Regions from separate parts of the Mus musculus genome. Here all the other regions are linked to region 5. A link is a contact called in public promoter capture Hi-C data. All regions are on one chromosome and are shown on one strand. Each heading gives the region's core, a stretch centred on a gene start, on an enhancer-like site or on the middle of the called end of the contact. The rest is flanking DNA. Distances are from core to core; before and after follow the strand shown. Region 1 holds the start of Dancr (differentiation antagonizing non-protein coding RNA). Region 2 holds the start of Lrrc66 (leucine rich repeat containing 66). Region 3 holds the start of Rasl11b (RAS-like, family 11, member B). Region 4 holds the start of Usp46 (ubiquitin specific peptidase 46). Region 5 holds the start of Nfxl1 (nuclear transcription factor, X-box binding-like 1).

Evidence for each region. Promoter capture Hi-C pulls out the DNA fragments that hold promoters and counts their contacts.
Region 1: a promoter capture Hi-C map of pre-B cells shows a contact between it and region 5, with 4 times the contacts expected there. The contact joins the promoter of Dancr here to the promoter of Nfxl1 in region 5. A contact is called at or near these places in 1 of 39 promoter capture datasets (pre-B cells) and 1 of 484 Hi-C or Micro-C datasets (pre-B cells).
Region 2: a promoter capture Hi-C map of liver shows a contact between it and region 5, with 3 times the contacts expected there. The contact joins the promoter of Lrrc66 here to the promoter of Nfxl1 in region 5. A contact is called at or near these places in 4 of 39 promoter capture datasets (the C10 cell line, liver and pre-B cells) and 1 of 484 Hi-C or Micro-C datasets (pre-B cells).
Region 3: a contact with region 5 is called in a promoter capture Hi-C map of pre-B cells, with 3 times the contacts expected there. The contact joins the promoter of Rasl11b here to the promoter of Nfxl1 in region 5.
Region 4: a promoter capture Hi-C map of pre-B cells shows a contact between it and region 5, with 2.4 times the contacts expected there. The contact joins the promoter of Usp46 here to the promoter of Nfxl1 in region 5. A contact is called at or near these places in 2 of 39 promoter capture datasets (liver and pre-B cells).

Annotation. Positions count from the first base shown.
Region 1 is chr5:74,091,737-74,094,436 of GRCm38.p6, reverse strand. Dancr (differentiation antagonizing non-protein coding RNA) reads right to left here and starts at 1,377. Exons shown (of 1, transcript NR_145133.1): 1 at 100-1,377. Snora26 (small nucleolar RNA, H/ACA box 26) reads right to left here and starts at 907; the gene lies at 787-907.
Region 2 is chr5:73,630,918-73,633,741 of GRCm38.p6, reverse strand. Lrrc66 (leucine rich repeat containing 66) reads left to right here and starts at 1,321. Exons shown (of 5, transcript NM_153568.1): 1 at 1,321-1,351. Sgcb (sarcoglycan, beta (dystrophin-associated glycoprotein)) reads left to right here. Exons shown (of 6, transcript NM_011890.5): 6 at 1-993.
Region 3 is chr5:74,193,886-74,196,772 of GRCm38.p6, reverse strand. Rasl11b (RAS-like, family 11, member B) reads right to left here and starts at 1,447. Exons shown (of 4, transcript NM_026878.1): 1 at 1,183-1,447; 2 at 614-670. The coding sequence starts at 1,321.
Region 4 is chr5:74,067,057-74,069,779 of GRCm38.p6, reverse strand. It overlaps Usp46 (ubiquitin specific peptidase 46), which reads left to right and starts at 1,369. Exons shown (of 9, transcript NM_177561.3): 1 at 1,369-1,530. The coding sequence starts at 1,495.
Region 5 is chr5:72,558,228-72,560,963 of GRCm38.p6, reverse strand. It overlaps Nfxl1 (nuclear transcription factor, X-box binding-like 1), which reads left to right and starts at 1,319. Exons shown (of 23, transcript NM_133921.3): 1 at 1,319-1,375; 2 at 1,696-1,950. The coding sequence starts at 1,698.

The sequences.
Region 1 (2,700 bases), core at 128-2,627, 1.5 Mb before region 5:
TGATCCTAGGGACGCACGCACATGGTGTTAGGACAAATTGCTCCAAGTGGTTCTGACCCCCCCCCCCCTCCCCAGTAATAAGAACAAGTGAACAAGCCATAGAATTGACACAGGAAGCCTTTATTAAAGATTATGGAAAATTACTCATAGGCAACAATATACAGGTTAACACACCTCAATTGCTAGCACGTGACTGGTTACTAGCAAAGAACTTGTCCTAACGAAGTCCAGATACATTCTAATGATCTAGCATGAAATCTTTGCATCTTTAAAACGGCGAGCATGTCATAGCCATGCAGATCTGATTCTAGGGCAGTGGGACATGAAGAAGGGGTGGGGCAGGATCCTAGTACATTGATTAAAATCTTTAGCAAACTACCTTCAGGGTAATCAGTTACAAGGCCATTCAAGGAAACTCACATGGCCCTCACTTCACCTATTTCAGCTTCGATACTAATCCTAAAGTGGAATACAGGCAAACCTGGTCACTACATGCAAGAGTACTTCACCTTGGAGCCATTCAGTCACGGGTTTCTTGTAGTTTTCAACCTATGAAAGAATAAAAATGTTTCACATAAGTGGAACATACTCAACTATATCCTTTCCAGCTGACCTAAAATCTCACTTCTAGAAAAGCAAATGTATTCTTGTCTTCTGAACTTTCTCCTCCAACCAAATTAAACCAGGTAGGCTACGTTTTCTTTTCTTTAAAATCCTATATCACTACCTAGCAATCGCCAGAACCTAAAATGCGCACATTCAAGTTTTAAATGAAGCTTTTGGTTCATTTGTGACTCCAGACAGGATCCAAAGAGGAGGTGTAGTTTTCCTCTCTGGGTTTTATGGAGAGTTCCTTTACCCTTCTGTGTTAGCCTCTTAAAGTACTGCGACAACCTTAAAAGGGCACAGGAAAGGGCGACTGGGGAGGCCCGGCGCAGCTCAACAAAGACAGGCCTGGAACCTCCGTCTTCTCGGCCACGTGGCCAGGGCCTGCCTCCGATCAATGCCGGGACGTACCTGCGCTTGTGTCCGAGGCAGCAGCACGGCTGGGCAGTGGGGACCGGCTCGGGTGGATCGGCCTGCAGAGGGAAAGGGCGGTGGTCAGGGTGCCCGGGTCGGACGGCACAGAGGACTTTGTGTCTCGCGCAGCCCCGGGCTGGACACTGCCGCCCGCCCCGCGGGCCGCTGAGAACTGCTCTACCCCTCCGTTCTGGCCGCCGGGAGCAGCTGAGCTCGGGGCGGGCAAAGCTCGAGGGGACACGGGGACATCCTGACACCCTCCCACGAGGACACTCACCACCAAGGCCGGGACCGAAAGACCGAGCCGCTGCGCGCTGCGTTAATACAGCCATCCGGGAGAGGGGCGGAGCTGCCCCCCCCCCCCGAGACCTGCAACCAATCAGAGGGCCGCTTGGAGGGGGCAGAACAGGAAAAGGAGAGCAGCCAATCGTCAGAAGGATTGTAGGCGTGGCTGGTATGGGAAGCCAATCGTCGGGACGTTTCGGACCCGGTAGGGTGGGGCCGTTGACTTCCAGCAGCAGGTTCTCCACCCACTGCGGTGTTGGAAGCGTTGAGGCTGTGCTCAGTGGAAACCTTCCTTTCCTGAAGCTATGCCGGTGCTAGGTGTGTTCCGACTTAGATCCCTTCTTGTTCAGCTAGTTCACTCCCAGGGCCCCTCCTTAACCCTGAGAGGAGCTGCCTTTTTCTGTGTTCCTGGAGAGTAATATCAAGGAGAAATGTTGCTGGAGATGTGAGGCAGTTAGTTCTCAACAGAGCTCTACCACAGAGCTACCTCCTCAGCCCGTACCATTAATTTTGAGTCAGAGTCTCTCTTAGGTGCCCACACTGCTTTCTAACTTACTGTGTAGCTAGTTCAGGGTATTCATCAAACTTGTTATCCTCAGTGCTACGTGCTAGGATTGCTGGCATGCATGCCACTCTCCACCTAGGCTATACCTTTGTCTTGTTTTTAGTGGTCCTGGGTTAAAAGTAGAGCCTGGCGTCTCAGATCCCAAACCCTTTTATTACTTTGAAACTAGGTCTCACTAAATTTCCCAGACAAGACTGGAACTTTCCGTCCTTCTGCCTCAGCTTCCTGAGTAGAAGGGACGACAAATTTTCACCACCAGGCCTGGATATGTGCTTAACTTATTTTAATGAGAATTTCCACGGTCTGAGATGATTTTATTGGCAAGGTTTTTAAAATAATAATAATAATAATAATAATAATAATAAAATTATTTTTTTAATTTGAAGAAATTAAATTTCCAAACTTATATTAAAACTAAAAATGTTCAAAGAGCCACGTGCCTGCGTTCTTCTCTCGGCTAAAAGCCAGCCATTCATTCCAGACCTGGCGCATCTATCGTCTTGGTCTGTTGGGGGAGGGGGGGTATTTTAAAGCAAATCTCAAGCTTGGTTTGTTTCACCTCTTAATATTTCAGTATTTATTTCAAAAGAAAAGAGGCCATCTTGCCTGAGGACAATGCCAATGTGATTGCTAGAATAAACAGCCGCTCCAAGTTCACAGCAAGACTATTCTGATACAATGTTACTTTACAATGAGTTCGTTTGAATAAGGACTCTAAGTCTATTCATCATGCTCGCCTGTGTTTCTTTACAGCCACTTTTAGTCTAGATAAAAAAAATGATGACCTGCTTTGTCAACTTGCTTTGACTTTTTAGATAACTTTTTGAGAT
Region 2 (2,824 bases), core at 72-2,571, 1.1 Mb before region 5:
CTAAATAATGCTCAGAAAAATCACGCTTGGAATTCTCATGTCCATGCTCAGTGTATTTTTAAATTGTACATTTGTTTCATGTTCTATTTAAATTTGTTTTGAGAATTTCTTTAAATAAATATTTTTACTAAATCCACAGAACCCTATATTACAAAGTATTATTTACTGAATACAATTCATGAGAAAAAAGTGTATTTTTACGTCTGTGGGAAACACTTGTGTTTTGATACATCTCCATTGAGCACTTTGAAGTTTGAGCATATCCTGCTGCTCTGTAAAGCGCGTGGTTACTAGGTATGCTATTTTAGACTGCATTTTGGGTAGACCCTCTGACACACTGACCTGAAAGCAGAGAAGCGGAGCTTGGTGCACAGTGAAGCGGCACTGTTAAATCTGGCCACCAGGGGGCGTATGCCTTCTCATGTGTTCATTTCTTCGGTTTTGAACATAGCACACTGAGAGGACTTACTGCAGCGCTGGGGAAGGTAGGTGCAGGAAGGACCCAGGGAGGAAAGCAAACACACATTTAACAGACAGTATTCGAGAGGTGAATATCAATGCAAAGAGATAGAAATAAAAAGAAGACCCCTTCCAGACTGTCCAGTGAGAGGTTGGGGGGTGGGGGATACACAACACAAAGCAGGAGCTACCTGCCGACTCGGCAACCTTTTAAAATATTCTTCGGTGGCAATCTTCTTGCACTGTGACAGAAGCAAAATAAACTTTGTGTGATAGTTTTGGTGATGAAAGGTAGAATTTCTACCTGTTTTTGATGAGTGGTTTGTGTTTTCTTGTTTGTTTGTTTTTTGCTTTTTTAAAGGAGTTAAAAACTTGTTTTTAACTTGATGAAGAGGAGACCACTAAAGTGCTGCTCATGGTAATCTTTTGAACGACATCAAGAGGGGCAAAGTTTACAAGTTATGCCACACAAAAATATACCTATGTATTTCAGATTGATGACCTCTGTTTACAATAAAGCTCTGTGAACTTGGCGGTCAGTTTCTTCGTGACTTTATTAATGAGCATCTACATTAGCACAAACACACAGATTCTAAATATGGCTGGAGACTGGAGCATCAAGACCTGCTTATGCGACCTCTCTGCAGGCAGAGGTAGAGAGCCGCCCAATCTCAGTTTAGATTCTCACCTTCTGGGCCTTAGAAGAAGGCTTCTCTCCGAGTGGCCGAGGAAAGGGTGTGGACTCAGTAAGGGAGGAGCCCAGAGATGAAAGGGTTGGGCTGGCTGCAGAGCTGGGTAAGGTGGGCGGAGTCTCAAGGGCACAGATTTAAAATCCTCCCCTGGCTGGATCAGCTGGAGACAGACCAGTTAGAAACTACCTAAGGACCCTCAGGTAGGCCCCCGGAGCAGCGTCCTGCCCTTCCTGGGCCTCATTTCCGGAAGGGCTTCTATCCACTGTTTCCCCTTTCTTTTTCCAATTTCTTAGAGAAGAATTCATCTTTTCTCTACTTCCGTTTTTCCTGTTACCTTCTCGGTCTCACTCCGACTACACGTTCTCCAGTTATTTCTACTTCCTCACACTTCAACCCAAACGAGTCTCAAAAGTCAATTTCTACTTAATTACCTGTACTTTCCTCTGGAGTTCTCCCGTTTGTGGGGTTTGGTGGTGGTGGTGGTGGTGGTGGGTGGTTTGGGCTTTTGGGTTTTTGTTTTGTTTGTTTGTTTTCTGGGTTTTGTTTTGTTTTGTTTGTTTTTTGTTTTTGGTTTTTGGTTTTTTGGTTTTTACCTCACATAGACATTTGTATGTAATATAATGCTTCTTTTCATCTCAGACATAAAATTATACTAATCTGCCTGTTTTTAGTGCAAATCTATTCACGTATCAATCTCTTCACCTCGAAAAAGGCCAGACTATAAAAACCTTTCATTTATATTCCATTTTAAAAATGTATGTTTGAACCCCATTTTTTTCTTCAGAGTTGAAAGAATGTGCATAAGTATGATCGCTGTAATTTTTTTGCTACTATTACATTAGCTTGACGTCCAGTTGTATGCACAATGATTGCAGCGTTGGCATCAAAATAAATCTCTCTCTGACCAAGAAAATGAATTCAGCTTTTGGTATTGCGTAAGGGGCATACTATAATTTACTCCTTGCCGTAGGTAGGGCACCTTTGCAGTTTATGTACCTAAATTTAGATGCCCTCTGAGAGATGGGAGAGTTGACCTTGCATGAAACAAAAGTTTAGAAGTTGCAGTGAGAATGTCCTTCATTCTGTGCATTCATTCATGCAGAAAGCATAGCCAGTGACAGGCTCCAGAGCCTTAACTCTAGGAGGCACACGGGGGGGGGGGTGGGGGGGGGGCTACTTGCTCTCCTTTCCCTTTTGTGCTAACAATGTGTGATGGCATTGACATTCTGTCAAGCTGAGTGGAATTGAATGCATTCACTCAGTAGTTACTGAAAATATCGGGAAAGCAAAGGCGAAGAAAGCATTGGCTACTGTGAGAAAGGCAGGCTCAGACCCTACAAATTGAGATGAGACTTGACGGATGTGCACTCTTCAGACCGTAGAGGGGAGTGGCATTGACCGTGGGTTAGAGGCAGACGCAAAACTCATTTTACTGTGAGGTAGACACATGCATCCCTAGCCCAGGCCACGGCTTGCCGTTGCCCTGCAAGGGCCTCATCAAGGTAGCTGTGGTATAGAAAGTTCTGAATGCCTACCTTGGGAATTTGGACTATAGGCAATTAAAGAAACACTTAAAATTTTCGAAGGAGAAAAAAATGCATATGGAAAATAATATTGGGGGTAGAATGATCCCTGGAATTACCTATGATGCAGAGGAGAGTGGGCAGGAGGGC
Region 3 (2,887 bases), core at 198-2,697, 1.6 Mb before region 5:
GGCCACCAGGTCTTATCTTGGGACAGCTTATATGGCTCATTTCAACTAAATCCCCAACTGGTACTTAATACAAGTCTACTAATTTAACCATACAGTCTACTTAGTTAAGCAATTTGCTCTCCCCCTGCTAGAATCATAGCAGCTACTTATTTGTCTTTGTTAAGGAAAGAACTTTAGGCTTACAACTCTTCTTTGGCCTTTGCTTTCAAAGGTCGCCCCTGAAAGGCAGCCAGCAGAGGGAGAGGGTGGGGGAGGAGCTTGCAGCTGGGTTTTTTGTTTGGTTGGGTATTTTTTTTTTTTATGACTTTTGCAGGCATGTTTTAAAGGACAAGGCCTTGGAGTACAAACGGTGCTTCCAACTGGGGTCCCTATAGTTAAAACATACCACAGGGAATACTTTCGGGCACTTGATAAAATGATGAATGCGCCAAGAATGGAATGAGGCCAGATGGCAGCTGGGGGGAGGGGGAAGGGGGAGGGGGAGGGGGCGTGCAGAATTGGAAGTAGCAGAATCTTGATGCTAAACACTGTCACTCTGAAGGAAGTGTCCTTAAAGGTACTGAGAAATGAGGGCGGCCATCCCAACAGGGTTGGTCTCCGTACGTTTCCTCACCTGCATTTCGTTCGTAGTCCCCGATGAATCGTTTAGTGAGGAATCGGACCACCAAAGCTGCAATTCAGAAAAGAAAACAGACTGTTAACCCACTAAGTTAGACGGTTCTCCACCCCACCCCCACCTGGAAAACAACTCTTCCAAAGAAAGTCACAGCCGGCCACCGAGGGCTCCTTGACCCTCTACCAGACACAAGGAGGTAGGAGTGAATTACAGCTCTGCCAGCAGGAAGGGTCTTGAGGCCCAGCCCCTCCGCGGAGCCCAGCTGGGCCACACCTAAGCCTTCCAGCAGGCAAACTTCTTCCTAACCTTACGGAACTCCTGGAGGGGTTACAATCACTAGCTCCCCCATTCCGCCCCAGATCCTGCCAAAAGCCCAAAGCCCCAAAGTTCTACTCTGGCCCGAAAGTCGGCGGGACGCTCTGGGCCCCAGTGACCCTCTTCGTTAAAGCAGAGACATGAAGAGGCAGAGGATCCCACTGCAACGCCCACCGTCTCTCAGTTCCAGTCCGAGCGGGGGTCTCCCACGTCCCGCCCCTCCACCAAGCGGGTTCCTCGCATGGACTCACCGGTCTTGCCCACGCCGCTGGCCCCTACCACGGCGATCTTAACGAGCCGGCGGCCCGCAGCCCCCAGGCAGCAGTCGGCAGCGGTGCTGCCTGGGGCGGGGTACTCTGCGATGGTACACATGTTCTGGATGAGGCGCATCGCCGCTACGGCCCGGCTGCACGGAGCGGGGAGGAAAGTCAGGACAGGAGACGGCTCGCGCTGCAAGGAGAGGAGGGTACCCCGTCGGAGGGCGCGCGGGCAGAAACTGGAAAGAACGGGAGAGCGCGACGAGAAGAGAGGCTCGGGGGTTCCGGATCGCGGCTGGGATGGCAGCCGCCGGGGCGCGGGTTTTCTCTGGCCCAGGCCCCGCCTCCATTCCAGCAGCCAATCCCCGAGCGCCCCGCTCGAGGCCCCGCCCACGGCCTGCACTACCAGGCTGCGCCCCCACAGGAGCCGAGAGCGAGTGCGGGGCCCCGTGAGATCCGAGGAAAACAGGGCGGCCGGCGCGAGGGTGGCAACGTGCGGGACCCAGCCGGCTCCCGCTGCGCTAGCACGCGGCCGCACCGGTGCCTGCGGGGTCACGGGGTCTCAGATCCGCGTGGGGGGATCTGGCCGTGTCTGCTGGGTCTCAGGTCCACGTGGGGGGAATCTGTCCTTGCCTTCATAGGAGACCTGGCGTGTCCGCGGGATCTCAGATCCGCGGTGGGTTTAGAAGCACCCACCCTTGTCTGCCAACCTCGCCGCTGGGCCTCCGTAGGTCAGTCCCTAGGCATTCTCTGAATTGGGTCCCAGGTCCCCTAACCTCTCTGACCACTGGCTTCTCCACCTCTGACCCCAAGGAACCTGCTGGGAGCCCCATAGGTCACTGCCCTGTTTGGCCCTGCCCTATGTTCTGCTCGTGCGCTCGACATCTTTGCACTGACTTGGCTACATTCAAAGTATTATCCTGGATTATACATTTTCCCCATCCTTGTATTCCTAAACAAAGGCACCCCTCCGTGACCCAAAATGTGGCGTTTGTCTTTGGGGCAAAATACCTATTTTGTTCTAGTTCTTGCCAACAGTGCAAGCCCACGAGAAGGCACACAACGTGGAAAGCAAGTACCGCACCCCGAGAGGCAAAGCCAGGCTAAAAGTCACTAGAACAAGCTTGCATGGCTAGCCCAGTCACGCCTCCTCCCAGATCTGTGAAAGGTAAGACAAGAAGTCAGTGCAGCTGTGGATTGGACTCACCGGGAGGCAGAGGGGCCCCACGGTTAGCCTAGTCATAAAGGTTAGTTAAAAGTGGCTTGTCGCCAAGGAAGATGAGGAGTCTAGCACTCATAAAAATACCAAGTACCCCCGTGTCCTCATCAGAGAAAATCACAGACAACTGCTGGCCAGATCCCAACTTCAGCAACCTACTTTATCTATCGCCACCAGCATGCCCTTACAACCCTCAGGGCCTTTTATCTTGGTGCCTAAGAGCAAAGCCTGTGGCATTTTGTACACCTTTATTGAAGGTAGAAAAGCAAAAGAAGCTGATTCCAGGCTCAACACACCGTTTCTTGTTTAATCACAGTCCATTCTGGGCTTCATTCACCAGGTAATAAGAATTTACCCTCCTACTCTGGTCAGACCGGGACAAACCCTGTATCTAGTAACAGTTTGAAGGGGTGAAGAAATCGGAGGGGAACTAGGAAGATTATGTAGACTTGCCTGGTTAAGTCTTCCAGGATGAACAAC
Region 4 (2,723 bases), core at 120-2,619, 1.5 Mb before region 5:
TTAGCATGCCTTTATCTGTACTATTTATTTGAGAAACACAGAGCTGGGTTGGATACCTGCTCTGTAAGCCTTATGGAGCTAACCATGTCTATTAACTAATCATGTAGAAGCTGGAAGAGTCGTAACTGACAGCAGTAAAAAAGAATGAAAGTAAAATTCAGGTAGAATGAGTCATTGTGAGCAGGAATATTAATCCTTCTACACACTGAAAAATACAGTATCCATGTGACCCGTCCCCCACCCTCACCCTTCAGTCAGTGGTTTTGTCTTCTATTTCCACCCCAGATCCTAGAAGAATTACCAATGGATGGATGGCTCTCATGTTATGTGTATAACCCTAGCCCCCCAGCCCCCAGTATGTTACTCTTGGCTAGACAGAGCTGTCTTCAATTATATTAATTTCTCTCCTAATTTAATTCTCCACAAAATACATTGGTTTGGGAATTTATCACGTTTCACATGCACAACTTCCCTGTGGAAAGCTTGGGACTGCAAACTTGTCTGCACAATTATTCCCCATGTTTGAAATGAACTCTTTCAGTTCTCACGAACATATCCCTCAAGTGGTGTGTACAGTGTGCACCCTGAGCCTGCAGTCTGGGCCTCCGCAGGAAGGTGTAAAAGCTCAAACAAAACTGAGATCAGGAGCTCCGAGGATGGGAGATAGGAAAGTTTTGTTTTGGTATTTCCTGGACAGCCTCTAGTACCGCCCAGAACCTGGCCATTTCCTCTGTACCTGCTAATGTCACAAATCTCCCGAGTGTGCCTGCTTAGACCCGGAATTCTTTCCTTTCTGGGAACCTTTCCCTAGGCAGCTGGGTTGCTGCTGGCTAGGGCTTTCTGGCCACGCCCATGTCCTGGTCTCATTTTACTTTTCGGGTTCCGGCGGATGCCATCTGGCTAGAACCCTGGAGAGAAACTTTAAAGTTGACTACACTCACCCTTAGACCCTTATTCATATCCTCCACTAGCTAATCCCTAACGCCCAAGGCTTGCTGGACACCAGCAGAAACGGGCAGAGGGAAACCGGGAAGCGAGCACGCCCGTGTCCCCGCGGTGTAGGTCCCCAGCCCAGTGCCCGGTACGGTCCTGGGTCCGGCGGAAAGGCCGCGGTGCTGGGTTTGCTCGGGGCTGGCCTTACGGTGCAGCTGGCACCGAGCGGGACCCTAGGGCAGAGGAGCAAGAACGGCTTCCAGTGGGGTCAGCCGAGCGGGTCCTGGCTGGCAGCGGGAGCATAGCAGTGGCCTCGGTTCCGCGCCTCCCGGCTCCGGGCTCCTCCTCCCGCCGGCCGCGGCCCGGGCTGCGTCGCTCCGCCACTCCCCGCCCCGCGCCGCCGCCCCGCCCTCGCCGCCGCCCGGCCTCGCTCGCCCAACCCCACTGCAAGCCGGCCCCAGGCCGCCTCGCCGCCACCCGGCCTCGCTGCGCGCCACCATGGACAGTCCCGTTTTCCCCTGGTAAAGATGGCGGTGCGCGATCGCTGCAACCTTTAGACTAATGACTGTCCGAAACATCGCCTCCATCTGTAATATGGTGAGTGGCCGCCGAGCCTCCGGGGGTCGCGCCCGCAGCGAGCCAGGCAAAGAAAGGGAACCCCGGGCTGGAGCTGCACGCGCGCCGCGGTCGTGGGGGCCGTGCGGCCAGAAGTTCCCGGTCCCGAGGCTGGGCCGGCTGACCGCAGTCCCCCCCACCTCTGTCCCAGCCGGGGACCCCGAGCGGATCCCAGGGATCCCCAGGGCGGCCCCATGCCCCCGCCCTCGAGTTGCGGTGCGGGTGGTGGGTGGGGGTGGAGGTGGAGGGTGCGAGGTGGCTGCACAGCGAAGTCCCGAGGGAGGACCATGAGGGTACGAGCCCGGAGTGGAAGGAAGCAAATCCTTCTGGTGCAGTAAATAAACCCTTACTGGACTCGCCGACTGTCCTCTGCTCCTTCTGGAGTTCAGCCTTGATTGTATTTAAGATTCACTTTGCAACAGCAGTGCTCTTACCAGGAGAAATTGGATAGACATGAAAGCTGTGACCAAAAAATAAAAAATAAATAAAAAATAAAAATTCCAAGTGAAGAATCTGGTTAGAGAGGTGAACTAAAACCTGGTATCGGAAAAGCATGGCAATTTGTTCTGGAGGCCTCAGTTTCCCCACCTGCATGCAGGAGATTATAAGGAGACAGGAACGTTTGCAGGCCCTGGGAGTGAGTGGCTGTAGGTGTGAGGAAGTCTGCAGGGGTTGTCCTGCCCCGCCTCCTCTCCTTTTAGCTTGGACACTGCCTGGTCTGTCTGATAGGGTGGGGGTCTGGGGGGGGGTGTTACCCAGCAGTCACTTTAATTTAGATTTCCCCCATTACTTTCCAGTTCTGTTTAGTTTCCTCGGGACCAGTTTCTAGCCCTTGGGGCCACTGAGTGTACTCAGCTAGCACCCCCACTTGTGGGAGCCATAGGGAGGTCAGGGGTAAGGCACTGGGGTGTGGGAGTTGAGGAGGGTGTGTGTTCTGCCTGTACTTTCTGTATCCTCACCCCCTTAGACCCCCTTCAAACTGGAACACTGTTTTTTTTTTTTTTTTTGTTTTGTTTTGTTTTTCCATTTTGGGGAATCCATCCCCGCCCCCACCCCCCTCCGCCACCAAGTTAGACAGTAATGCTAGCATCTAAAGGAAATCTGAGGAGGCCTGATTAAGTAGGCCTCAGGTAAGGTGATCTGGCTGCCCTTCCCCCATCACACAGCTCTTTAAA
Region 5 (2,736 bases), core at 70-2,569:
AAGCTCTCGATAAATATTAGAATAGTTTATAACTAATGTTTGGAGGACTGGAGGGAATGTGTTCTCAGGAAGGTTTAGTATGGAGATTTGGACAATGTGCTAACGCAGATCTGTGCTACACACCAAGGTTCTATGAGGGTCTCCTTATCATCAGCCACCTCAATATTCCCTCGACATTTACTGGTTTTGGATGAATTATAGGCCATGATGTAATACCTATGTACAAGAAATTAAAAACATGATAGAATTAAAGCTTAGTTTCAGCACAATTACCTCTCTATGCTTTAGTTTTCCCAGTGGTAAAATTGGAATGATAAATAAGGTTATTTTGAATAAAAAAAAATATTGACACAATGGACATGATGATGAAGGCCTGGAGCCCCAACAACTTCTAAGGCTGTGGTGAGAGAATCATGAGTTCAAGAACAGCCTAGATAATATTAAAAAAACTCATCTCAATAAATTATAAGTGTAAAACTTTGTATATGTGCAAACACACACACACACACAGACACACACACATATATATGTAAATATTTTGTACACTCCTGGACACATTGAATGGCATCTAAATATATTTGTGGTAAATGTTGGGAAATTAACTAAGCTGAAGGGTAATTTAAGGATTGTATAACTTCAAATATCAACAAAAATTCAGCTCATTTTCCAAGAGACCACTAAATGAATTTCTGCAATCTATACGTAAAGATTAGCTGCTGGCTTTCAGTTATTTTCCTTAATGAATCTACTGGAGGGAGCAGCCTTGAAAGGAAAAGAAGCAGTCTCTAAGGGAAAGCTTGTTTTAAAGTATAAAAGGTGGTTAATACTAGGGGCTAGATTTCATTGTGAGTTCTGAAAGCTTTCTCCACTCAAACCATTTTTTCCTACAATGCTCCCGTGGCTCTTCTGATCCTGCTCCCCATGGCGTCTTCTGTTTTCTAAGTACTTCCTGGACGAGGACCTGCCTGCTACCTGCAAGCAGCAAGACTATGGCGAGAACAACTGTTTGTGAATTTTGCCCTCTCTGAATCCTGAAACCTCGCGTATTTCCTGGGAGCAGCCGCCAGTAGCAGCATGCTCCCGGCACGCCCACCAACGGAGGCGTCTACTTTTCATGAGCCTCGGAACACTCTGGGAAATGTAGTTCCCCAAAGGCCGCGAACGACCGCGCATGCGCACTGAGCATTCCTTCGTCTCTTCCGGGAAAAAAAAAAAAAAAAAAAAAAGCTGCCTCGCTGCCACGCATTCTGCGGTCCGCGGGCGGAGGCTTCTGGGAGTTGTAGTCCCTGGCGGTGGGCGCCGTCGGTAAGGAGACGTAGCTTTTCGGTGCGGTCCACTTCAGCAGTTGGTTCCCGGCCGCGGCCGCGGCCGCACGGTCAGTTCGCGTTTCTGTGCCTACCGCACTTCTCCTGAGGCTGAGGAGAATTTCCCGTGGCTGGGTTTTTCCTGTCCCGGGTGGGCTCCTCGTGGCTCCGTGCTTCTTTTCTGCCCTCCGTCTTTTCCCTCCTCGCCCGTCGCTCGAGCCTGGGCTTGGCGGGACTCGCCCTCGGGAGACACAGGGCCGCAACCTCCTCAGACCCGGGTCTCCGTGTCGCGGGGTCCGTCCGCACCCAGCCTGACCCTGCGGTCCCTCGGCAGCCGCCTCCATCCTCGGACGCCCGTTCACGCTCCTTCTCCTTTATCTCTCCGCTGCAGGGATGGACGCTCCCTGGCGCCAGGTGGCCGCTGGCCGAGGCCGAGCCCGAGGACGGGCCACCGCAGTGCCCCTCTCAGGAAATGGAGTCCCTTTTGGTGGCGCTGGAGGAGGGCGAGCCAAAGGGTCTGGGGGCGCGGTGTCTTCGGGCCCCGGCCCCGGGGGAGCAGCAGCTCTGGCCCCTGCGGGTCGCGGGCAGCGCTCAGCTGGAGGCGAAGCCCCGCAGCCCCCGGGGGCCCGGGGTGAGGATGGCTCAGGTGAGGATGGCTCGGGTCTCCCGCCCCACCAAACTCCCCAAGTCACTTCCCTACTTATCGCTGGCTGCCAGGGCCCTCCAAGTCTCTCATTCACTTTTTAACAGCTCCCGGAGTTTAGTCTCAGGGAACCGTCTCCATTCAGGCAGATTTTCATCTCATCGCTTGCATCCTCATTTTAATTGATAATTGCCTTTGTTAGTCACTTTCTTCAATTGTGTGCAGCTGATTTGGTTAACTCAGTAAATGGATCGCCAGAGTTTGTTTTCTTTTATAATCTAAGATGTTTAACATCTGTCGTAAAATAGGACCTTGTGCTTTCGCATCTGTGTGTATGGTAACAGCAAGCTAGGCTAAGGTCTCAGAATTCCATTTACGAACAGATTGGGAACTCCATTCTTCATTAATCAACTCGACTTTCAAGACCAGTTGTTGATAGCCATCTTTCCCAGGCTACCTGACTTTTTGGACCCTGTAAGCGTTTTGGTTGTTGTTTTTAACTGATCCCAGTGCAGAAATTCCATGTCTTTCCATGATGTATCAGGTGTTGCCACGATGGATTTGCCAATAGCCTTGGTCCAAGATCTTTTAGGGCGACGTTGAGAGTGTTTATACATAACACTCCAGATAAAAGAGAGTGGTCCCTGAAAGTGTTTTGTGTTTGGAAGGTATTTTTTCAGAAGAGGTTTAAAATTTTTATTTCTGAAATTATAGTAGAATTGCATCAGTTCTCCCTTCCTGCTAGGAGCAAAATTGAGTCTCTGCGTGGGGTTTCCCAGGGTAACTTGA